Regions from separate parts of the Drosophila melanogaster genome. Here region 2 is linked to region 1. The links are chromatin contacts, called in public Hi-C maps. All regions are on one chromosome and are shown on one strand. Each heading gives the region's core, a stretch centred on a gene start, on an enhancer-like site or on the middle of the called end of the contact. The rest is flanking DNA. Distances are from core to core; before and after follow the strand shown. Region 1 holds the start of CG31457. Region 2 holds the start of Hmgcr (HMG Coenzyme A reductase).

Region 1 (5,533 bases), core at 1,475-3,974:
CTTACTGTTATAGGAGGTGATTCCGTTGTCCTGGTCAAATTCGGGAGTGGAGTCCTGGTTTTGATCCTCTGAGCTGGCAGAGTTTATGATGTAAATCTCTCCATTGTCTGTGTGCACTACATCTGATCCAACCATGTTGATTTCCCTGAAGTCTTCACCGCTTTCCGCGGGCACTTCCTCGTCCAGTTCGAGGCCATCTATGTTTACATCGCTATTATTTGCGGGGTCGGTATTGCAGCCCAATATGAATTCCTCTTCTTTTGCATCCTTCCTGGCCTCTGTCGCCTTTAGATTGGCGTCGACCAAGCTGGGTCGTCGCTTTGGAAGAGCTTTAGTTTTTGACCTAGAAGGGGAGGCATCTTCCTTGACTTGCGGCTTGGTCTCTGGTTCGGACCCATCCAAAGACTCCCACCGACCGGCCTTTTTCTCGGTAAGATACACCTCCAATTCGCCCAACAGCATGGCCAGCTGCTCTTTTCTTATGTCCTCGCTCACCTCGTTTCGCAGGTCATCTCTAACCTGGCTGCGCACCTCCTCGGCCAGCTCCTTGCGAACCTCACTGCGCACCTCCTCCGCTAGTTCCTTGCGCAGTTCGGTGGTCAGTTTCGCTCGAAGTTCTAGACGAGATTTGACCAGCCGTTTGTGCATTTCCGCCGCCTGTTCTTCCTTAAAATCTTCTCGCCACTTTTCGTCCTCAAGCTTGCGCACTTTGTCCTGCACCTCGATGAAGGCAATAGAGTCCTCGAACTCCAGCTCGTCCTCGTCATAATCGTCCGGATCCTTGGAGAAGACGCGGCTTCGCTTCCCGAGACCCAGAAGTCGGATATGCTTGCGAAGCTTCTTCTCCGCCCATTGGCAGCGCTGCCGGAACAGGAATGACTTCTCCAGCTGATAGCGGCACTCCTGGCAGATCCTCTTCGGCAGAGTATCCGTCGCCTTGGCGTCCAGTGCGACGCAGGCCATCAGGCGCACGGGTATCGAGAGCTGGGTGTCGTCCTCGTCGAAGATCGCGTACGCATCCTGGTGCTCCTTGAGGCAAAGGCGGCACAGGGTCGCCAAATCGGGATACGACGGCTGTGCATCCATGAAGGCGTCTATTTTTGGTAAATCAACGTATTTACTCGGTGGCGTCTCTGCATCGCAAGCAATGTGACCGCAGACAGGTTCGCTAAAAATACCTCCTCTCGAAACGAAAGCAATACAGTCACACTGTTCGTAAATAAACAATTTGATATATACGGCCCATAAACGTATCATAACTTAATTTATTAATGTAAGGTTTAAAGGTATTGATTTTCATACAAATCCAATGCATACCGAATGTGCATATTTAAAGTTTAATAGAATACAATGACAATTAAAATAGGTGATGGCTTAGTCAAATATGCGTGCACAAAAAAAGGTACTATTCTTATAATATAGAGGATTAAACTAAATTCGTTGTTACGTGGCTACGTCACGGTGTTATTTAGCTTATCCGCTCCTCTTAGACGACAGCGCACACAACTTTTGAAATCGGCGTACGAACTGCTGCATTTTGTCTTGAAGGAACTGTGCTTTCGGCACAGGTTATCGGTCGTCTGCTTGGGGCTCATAAAGCGCACTTTCTTTCGACACGGCGATGGGGTTTTTACATCCTCTAAGGCAGTTGTGTTGGCACCCAGAAAGGTGTCCTTGCTATAGTCGTTGCGCAGATGACTCAGCTGCGGGTCGTTCATGTTGATCTCAACCATGGGCACAGCAACTAGTGGCGTTGCAGCTGGCTGTCTGCTGGCTTCTGGTTCATCGTCTATTACATTTGAGAAATATATAAGTCGTGCAATTGCAAAGTAAGTGGGCTGGTCTTACCCAGTAACTCCACCACGCTGTTATCGCTCTGCTCCCTTAGCTCCTGGCCCATGTCTGTTTCGTAGAAGCCAGCGGTCTGTTCGTCAGGCAGCGGACTGCTTAAGTTCATCTTCATCTCATAGGTCGCCTCATTGCGCTTGCGCACAAAGTACCGTTCCAGTTCGACAAACACGTCGTCCAGAACGCTCAGTCGCAACTGCTGCTTGGCTTCGGGTATGATGACCTCTTCGAGTTCCGCCCGCAGCTCCAGCTCGATTTCCGCCCGCACAGCTTGCTTGCAAGTGCTGAGCAGCTCCTTTTTATACGCGTCGATCTCGCTGCTAATGAGCTGGGCGGCCTGCTGGCGCCACTGGGCATTGTTCTCGGCGCAGCCAGTTTGCGTGCATCCTTCCCCGGAGCCCCGCTCCTCCTCCACTTCACTCAGCTGCGACTTGACACCCTGCCGCTGCAACGCCTTGTGGCGCCTCAATTTGCGATCGGCTGCGAGGCAGCGTCGTCGGAAGCAGTGCATCTCCTCCAGTTGCAGCCGACACATGGTGCATATGTGCTGTGGCAGACCGTCGCCGGGCTCGATCTCCAGCGATGTGCAGACCATTATCTGCAGAGCAGTCGATCCATTTGCACCGAAAACGGGGAAATTGGGTTCCTTCGACAAGCACAGGCGACAAACATTCATGTTGAATTTCAAGGCAATTCGGAGCGTGGCAGCCGGACACCTGATTAGGCACGATTCGGAATGATGGACAATCTAGCAATCTTTCCAAGCAACCAGTTTAGAATATGAAACAAAAAAACATTTGAAGACAAATAACTAAAATTGGAAGCGGAGGAATTTCCTACTAGGAAACATCAACAAGTCTAGCCGATTTGTTATCGATATTTTCAGTGTGGCCATGCGGTTGAGAGAATGCATTTTAGTATTTCAAGGCTGGCTGCTCTGCCATTGATGTGCCCGTATTTCAGCAAGGCGCTTGGCGGGAGAATTTCAAATAGTCAAAATTTTACAACGATACTATAGCGCTCATTTGAATAACCTGAAATGCAGCAATAACACACATTCATTTATCAAACAATTTCTTTATATTTCATTAAATATTAAGTATAAATACGCAGTTAACTATTAAGTATTATATACACAATTACAATAAGATATTCAGTCACTATAATGCTTCTTCTATATACAAAGTACGATATATATTATATCAAAGGGCTTGAACTCGCCGCCGCACCTCAATAAATTATGCAATTCAATTCCATGATAATATACAGTAACAGTCGTCTGTGTTCTCCGGGAGTTTGCCGATTGATTTTCTCAGGATGATTTAGGATCTGCGCCGAGGATTGCCTACTTACAGCTAAAATGTTTGCAAAAACAATAAGTCAAGGACATTTAACAGTGTTTTCATTTCGTTTCGCATCGTTTTGATTTCATACTCATTTGCTCTTTGCTTTATCGCTTGGGTGGGGTGTTTTGTGTGTGGGTTTTTGATTTGTGGTGGTAAATAAATAGTATCGATCGATTATTAACGATATTCAACATTGAAATACATCAATCATTAGGCATATACATAACTACAGGATATAATACAATACAGGATCGTTGGGATCAGGATCGCTCTTCCAGGATTCCATCTCAATCGTGGCGCCAGCTCTGCGGCAGAACGTAGTCCTTGACCTTGTAGAGCGCATTGGCATACCAATGGATGCCATTCTGCTGCTGCGCCGAGCTCACCACCTTCGGCGAACTGTGCAACTGCTCCTTGGCGGGCAGCCACGCCTCCAGCGTGGACAGCAGGCGCATGGGAGCCAGTCCCCAGTGGGCCAGCGACTGGCTGTTGATCACCGCATAGCAACTGGCGGCCACCGAGTTGACCACAATGGTGCCCTCGCGGGTCAGCGGCGCGACCACGCCCTTACTGCGCACACTGCCCACCTTGACGACTCGCTGGGGCCTCAGCTCGCCCGTCTCCACATCCCGTACGAGCACCTGGTTCTTCTCCTCGATGCGATCCGCAAACACAAACGTGAGCTTCTGGCTCTCCGGCTGCCAAACGCTAACCAGGTGAGCCGGCGTCACCGTGAGCACTGCTCCACCGTCCGTGTGCAGCTGCACAAAGTTTTGCATCTGCTCGAGGTTGCGGTCCATGAAGAGGATCACTTCGCTGTAGACGGCCTGTCCGTTGGCGGTCATGCTCAAAACACGATCTCCGATAGAGAGCTCGCCGAGCGGCTTCCGGACTCCACTCTCCAGCAGCGCTGTGCTCTCCGGCGTGAAGCAGCCGTGCACGTGGGAACTGATCGACGAATCTGCAAGTAGGAGAGGAAAGAATTTGGTTAGAAAATTGGATTTTAAATAAATATAAGGTGCTATTTAAATATTCATAGAAAGTTATAATAAATATTCGTATCCAGAGTAGTTACACGATTACTTTAAAGGCTTGCATGGGTGTTCATGTATTTTACACAATCTAAAATCTGATCTGCAGATTGCTTGTTTGGTTACTGAGAGCCGCCCAGGTAATGGCATTAGTTTGCTAATCTAATTTGGCGTTAAGCATCCAATTGCCAAGCCCAACAAGTCAAAAAGGTTTTCACAGATCCGGGGCTGGCCCGTTGCAGCCCAATGTGAAACAATGGACTCGAAAGGACTGAAAGGACTGCCTTTTGCGGCTCGCCAACAAGCCAGGAACCTAATGCGATCGTTGAACAGAGATCCGAGATCGGAGATCAGCAATCTGCGATCTGCCAGGCATATCAATAACAAGCGGTCGACGTGTTTTTGTTTCGGCTTGCACAAAAATTGTGATCTTGTTTTCCCTGCAAGATTAGCCGTGGGATCAGCATCAGCCGCATGCGAAGCCGAACTCGAGCCAAAGCCGCTTAGAAATCCCAAGGAAAAAGAAATGCAAAGGAATAAAATGAGTAGAACAAAAAAGGGGGATGTGCCAGGTAGCAGCTTGTGGTTTGTTTTCCCAACCATTTTTGGCAACCTGTTGGCAATTACCGAACATGCTGCAACCCACCTAAACAATAATCGAAGTGCAGGCCACATTAATCATCATTAATGGGTATCGGATTGCAGGGAACAGGCCCACCCAGATGCATCTGGAATATATCGAGATGCACTCTATAGAACTTTCTCTGGGGGCCTTCACACTCCACACTCGAAGCGCCGATGCTGCTTGTAAAATTCAAATTAAAAATTCCAGACCAAATGCGACCACTAACCGCGCGCTTTATTATAATGAGCGGCCATAAAGTGGCCTTGTTGCCGCTGCTGCTGCCGCTGCTGCTGCCATGGAATTCCAAAGAAAATGCACCTTCCCAGTGGCCAGCCCGAAATTCCCATTGATGCATTTTGGTAAACAGAGACAGGCGGACACACAAAAGTGTAGAAACAATAAAAATCGGATTAAATACATATGGCTGGCGGTCTATAAAACCCATAATCGATGTGGATGGACGAAAGGGGAATGGGATCGGAAAGAGAATAGGAATCGGAATCGAAATCGGGCCCAAAAGAACACACGAAATGGACAAAAGATTCTGGGGAGATGGAGAGAAGGAAGCGCGGTAGTAACAAGAAAAATTGGTGTGAAATCTACCTTCTACCAAAACACGGCACTGAAACCGAAACAGAAACAGAAACCAAAAATAAAAAATAAAAACGAGGGACAAGAAAAAT
Region 2 (5,533 bases), core at 819-3,318, 610 kb after region 1:
CTATGCAGGTCGCGTTTTTTGCTACAGCAAATTCCAAATTATTGATCGACATTTTAGCTTGTTAGGTAACCAGAGTCTATTGCCAAATTTGACGTATTTCTTTAAATTGTAAATAATCCTAGGCCTAATCATAAGCAGCAACTCCTCCATAAGTGATCTGATTTAGCCAATAAGCTAGGATTAAGCACAAAAAAACTTTTTACACGCAACTGTCAGGGAGTTAAATTACATATGAAAAGAAATGAATACAGTATTTGGGTTTTTAATTAAATACAAAAGCATTCGCGCAAAATGTGAATATGTGGGATCGTCTAGATCAGGCGAAACTAAAACTAATTGGTGAGGATTTCGGCGGCACGATTCTCCATCAGTTTCTCCATGTTCGTGATGGCGCCCATCCATGTGTCCAGAGTGCTGGCCATGCCGACAATCTGGCTGCGGTTGAGGACGCGTGGTTGCACCCACGACATGTTAACCACTCCAGCCACTTGGTCAATCTCGCCGCGGACGAGATCCAAAGCCAGAGCCTTCATGATAAGCAGTTCCACTTCCTTGGCGGGCAGTTTGGTCTCTTGCGCGATGTCGGTAAAGGAGATGGCTCGCTCGATGGCTGAGCGCTTGAAGGTCATCTCCATGAGGCAAAGGAGGGAGATCTTCTGGCGCAACTTGACCTCCTGGGCAGCCAAATCGGGAATCTTGGACCAGATTTTCTTCATGTCATTAAACCTGCAAAGGAATAATAGAAAGTGTTAGTTACTGCAGATATTAAATTGCTATTACTACACACTTGTTAATATCGCCCGTGTTGAAGGCTTTAAGAAGTTCCATGAGCCACTCATTTTCCGTGCCCTTAAGCGACTCAAGAATGGGATGAGCCAGCAATTCGCCTATGTTGTAGACACCATCGCCCAAGAGAGCAGCCAGACCCAAGAAGAATGCCTGCTGGGCCCATTGATCACGGGGGTACTCATCCATGGAGCAGCCCAGAAACTGTAGGCCACATCGGTAGTAATCGCTGTGCTTGCCCACTCGCCGATAATACTGGGATGCCAGCATGTAGTATTTGCCGTGAACGGGCGTCACATTACCCGCTTCCTCTAGGACATCACGCAGTTCCTCGATGATCTTCTTGGTGGCATTCAGATCGTTCAGGTTGCTGAGGTACAGATTACCCTGCATCACCTGCAGATACCAAACGGCCTCGTCGCAGATCTTCACCTTGTCCTTCATCTTCTCCAAGAACTCGATGGCCTCCTTCTTGTCACCGATGTTGTCAACCACCACCTCGAGAATCTGGATGAGGCCATAGGGGTTTATTCTGCAAATACAATACATTAGATTCTGCCGAGTCATTTGCAGAAGCCGACTCACTTGGTCTCGAAGGTGGACAGGAAATTCTGGTAGAGCTGCAGCAGCGCAGTTTCGTCCTGCAAGGATTCGTGGCGCACAAAGGTCACCAGTTTGATGGTCAGCTCATTCCAGAGTCTGTAAAATAATTGTATTACAAGAGGAAAATTGAAATTTAAAGCCCAGATCTAACTTTTCATTGTAGAGCTCCTCGATGAGCGTCCATTCGGCGGCGAGTTCTTTGTTGGTGGTCTTCTTCTGGGTCGCCAGATAGGCGGTGACATTAGGCTGAGGATTGGACATCGCAACTGCGCTTTGTGTTGAATTAATTTCAAATGTAATGTTTAATGTATTCCCAAACTACAAAAATTGCAAATCACAATCGCCGACGCAGCTGTCACATTGACAGATCGCTTGTGTGGCCGTTTGTTTTTTTTTAGCTTATTTTGGTATTTTGTATTTTTGGGCGAATTTTTATGTAAAATTTATTTATGAACTAAAAAAGGCTTACATAATAACAAATGGCTGTATTTTTTATTTTTATATCACATGGAAAGCATTATTTATGATATTATTTCAGTGCCTAGAAACTACTCGATGACTCATTCGATAACAACAGCTGCGGGGCTTGGGCTTACGTTGTACTCACCGTCTGGTCACACTAACCGAACAGCTGTTTCTGCGTGAAGTTGTGTACGCGGAAGAAACAACGTTTCAATTCGTTTTGGAGCTCGCAGCGAAACAGTTTATATTTCCGCACTCCAGGATTCCACTTGGCAGAGAGTCGCCGCGCAGCCAATTAGCCAGTTAGCCCGATCCGCGAGAATATCGATATTTAACCGGGCCACAGCAGCACTGCCAACAAAACCAAATACAACAACTCGAGTGTGCGCCCTGAACTAACTAAAAAAAAGTAAAGCTGTCGTGTGTTTTGCACATTTAACTATTTGTTAGCCAAATAAAGTAGCAATCGAATTTCGCGAACGAAAGTGCCGCAATTAGTGGTTATATAAATGTAAGCCAAACAACGCGTCGTGCAAGAAACTATGTGGATTTGTTCGCAGAAAGTTGACAAACTGAGAAGAACTAGTTAGCGACCACAACGACCGCTCCAACTGGAAACCGCACTCCGCCAAAAGAGATCCTCATTAGCATTTCTTTTGTGGATTAAGGCGCGTGTCAACTATTTGTCACCGATCTCCAAGCAAACGATCGATTCCTCGTCGAAAAGCAAGGTTAGTTCTGGGTTCTATTTTCGACTTTTTGGGGGTCACTACTCTGCCCGACGAGGTTCCCCCTTTTGGCTTCGAAATTCCAAGCAGCATGGCCCTACTGATTGGGCCAGCGGTTCCCATTGGATACGATCGCGTTCCATTGAGAACTGCATAATTGGTTGTACATTGTATCCCACTATTTGGTTAGTAGACAGTTATGCAATTGGGGCTCCCCAATCTTATCACTCAGTGGGCACCACGTCGCCGCCGTCTATTAAAAGTTCTTGGCTTGCAATGGGTGTTGGACAACTTTCTCTTTGAAAAGCAAAAGCCACTTGAGCACAGGAGCGTTGGGTAAAGAAACGATAATTAAATTACTTTCGAGCTGATAGAGAATTTGGAACTCAAAAAGCTATTGAATTGGAAGATTCAACATTTGTATGGATTTGTACATAAACGAAATATATCAACCGAATTGTACTGCATTTTACAGTATGTAAATGCCTTCTTTTTGAGTAATATTGCACAGATGTCGCCTATTTTGTGCGTCCTTCGCAGTAAAAAAAACACTTGAACCAAATCGGCCAGAGTTTACTGTAACATCCTGCTGCGCTGTCAACATTTCTTTTCATTTCCTGACGCCACTGTGCGTTTTTGGTAGAAAGAAAGTACTACTACTTTCTCGATGTAGCAGTTGATTTCCTTGGCCTGTTCCCCACTTTACCAATTTACCAAAATCGAAATGGGCGACATCTGGCAGCGACAGAAACGATGCACAACTATAATATATATATATATGGATATGTATGGTATATATGAAAACCGGCTGAAGGCGTATTACGGTTATGTGAAGAGCGGCAATTTCAAAAATCCAAAACAAATTCCGAAAAAAAAAACGCCGTCGGATGACGACTTCATCTTCATCTCCGTCCCAGACGACAGACAGCAACAGCATCTGGCTATTAAAAGCAAAAGTGAAAAATGCCACACAGTCGCCGCCGATGCAGTGGCCACAAAAACCAAACAAAAGCAAAAGAAAAAGATGTAGAAAAAACATAAACCATAAAACTGCTGCAACAAGTGAAGCAGCTTTGTCAAGTGCATTGCCGCTTCCTTGTTTTTTTTTTTTTTTTTTGTATTTTGTTGCTCACTTTTTGTTGCTGCTGCAGCCAAGTAGTAATATTATTCAATTACAGGCCAATCCAGTTGCCCCGAGTTGCGAAAGAGTTGGGTTCGGCTTGGTTTCTCGCATGTTCATATTCGATTTTTGTGCCAAGCTCTTGGGCAGGCAGCCGCGATCGAAATTATAGCAACTGCAGTCTTCTCGTCAATGTCAATAGTTAAATAGATAGATCACCCTGCAAGGCAGCTCATTCATGCGTCATTCAAGAGGTGCACAAATAAGATCCATTTAATGACTTAATACAATCTTTTATGTTTTTAGTAGCTAATTCTATGATGGATTAAATATGATGAAGTATCTATATTTCCACAATTTCGGAAAAGAATCTAGCCTTTAGTTATTTTTTTTTATACTATTAAAGCAAATATTGCTCATATTTTCTTGACCCACACTGTGAATTCATTGATACCAATTCAACTTGGGATTCCATTGGCGGCGATTTCATAACTCTTGCTCTCACCGCCGTGCGACTTTGGCTTTGCCCAACTTTGATTTGGTTTTTTAAACAAATTTATTTTCATTTAACGCTGGCCGCGCTTCTTTTTTGGCTTAATGGACTGGCATTTTACTCTCTCGTTTCTTTTCTTTACTTTTTTTTTTTAACCAGAAGTATGTGTATATATTATATGTATATATATGTAAACCGATGTAGTTTGGGCAGCCGCAGCAACAATAGTCAGGCAGCGACGGACCGAAAAAAAAAGTGGTTTCAGTGCTGGTAACTTTCTCCGCCACCTGCAAAAGCGCGCGACTTGCACGCGTTTTAAACCGCACGCATGCGCAGTTCGCTCGGCGCGCCTGTATGTGCGGCATCTCTTTTACGCCGCCTGTATTGGCCTATCTGCACCTCCTGCTCTTCGTGTTGGCAACAGAAATTGGTCATGTGCCGCCGCCACCTGCGTACGTGAGTCTGTCCGCCCGTCCAAAGATTGCGCGATTAGCTAAACGCGCGCCAAGTCGCATGCAAAACGCGTGCGCGATTTTCAGCCTGCAATTTCATCATCATCGTCATCATGGCAAGCATAATTGTTGTTATTTGTGGCAAATTGCGATTGTAAATCGCCGAGCGATGAGTAAACCCGCACAAACGGTTTTCTAAAGCTTTTACTCAGAAAAAAATCCAAATAATATTAGGGTTTTAAGCCAAGAAATATAAGAAAAAAAGTAAAAATCAAAAAAAAAAAAAAGAACATGGAATATATTTATATATACTTTTATATATCTAAAAGATACTTTATTTTTGCCGAGTGTAGTCTGCGTATATTTGAGGTATTTCATATCTCTGCACCCCCATTGATTTCTAGTATTGAGAGCATGACTTTGGAAATCGTCGTTGCCTCTTTTCCGATCACCTTCAAGCGGTATTGCAAAGCCAAGCCATCGCCATCCACACATTGCATTGATGGCTATACATTTCCGCTGCTTTAGGCCAACTTCCATCGAAGGCCAGATGCGAACCCTTTGTTGCGGATGGTCGTAACGAAAAAATGGGGCTATAAAATCGATGTTCAATCGGCTCGAATTAGTCTGTACCCCAATTTGGCCCCCCAAATCACCCAGTCTCGTCTGTGGACTCACTTTGAAATGCAAATATCTCCGGCTCAAGCACAAAACGCAAATGCAAACAAAAGCCAACCGACCGCATGCAAATACAAACAAACCAGCATCTCACGAAACCAGCACGCACTTCTGGCATAAACATATCAAAGTTTATGTTTATTAGGCCCGCATTAGAGCCCGAAAAAGATGCAAACAAGGCAAAGATGTTGCAGCAACCGAAGCTAAAGAA

The links. Hi-C and Micro-C count contacts between places; a contact is called where the count stands out from the background.
Region 2: a Hi-C map of the Kc167 cell line shows a contact between it and region 1, with 2.3 times the contacts expected there. The contact joins the promoter of Hmgcr here to the promoter of CG31457 in region 1.

The regions. Positions count from the first base shown.
Region 1 is chr3R:23,125,257-23,130,789 of dm6, forward strand. It overlaps CG31457, which reads right to left and starts at 2,725. Exons shown (of 2, transcript NM_170051.2): 1 at 1,849-2,725; 2 at 1,325-1,789. The coding sequence starts at 2,524. The coding sequence ends at 1,452. It overlaps hh (hedgehog), which reads right to left. Exons shown (of 3, transcript NM_001038976.1): 3 at 2,913-4,155. The coding sequence ends at 3,482. It overlaps CG31365, which reads right to left and starts at 1,166. Exons shown (of 3, transcript NM_170050.2): 1 at 6-1,166. The coding sequence starts at 1,086.
Region 2 is chr3R:23,731,256-23,736,788 of dm6, forward strand. Hmgcr (HMG Coenzyme A reductase) reads left to right here and starts at 2,069. Exons shown (of 6, transcript NM_170089.2): 1 at 2,069-2,582. It overlaps Rpn9 (Regulatory particle non-ATPase 9), which reads right to left and starts at 2,207. Exons shown (of 5, transcript NM_170088.2): 1 at 1,997-2,207; 2 at 1,541-1,655; 3 at 1,372-1,485; 4 at 788-1,318; 5 at 120-726. The coding sequence starts at 1,650. The coding sequence ends at 333. It overlaps CG10365, which reads left to right. Exons shown (of 5, transcript NM_206547.2): 5 at 1-244.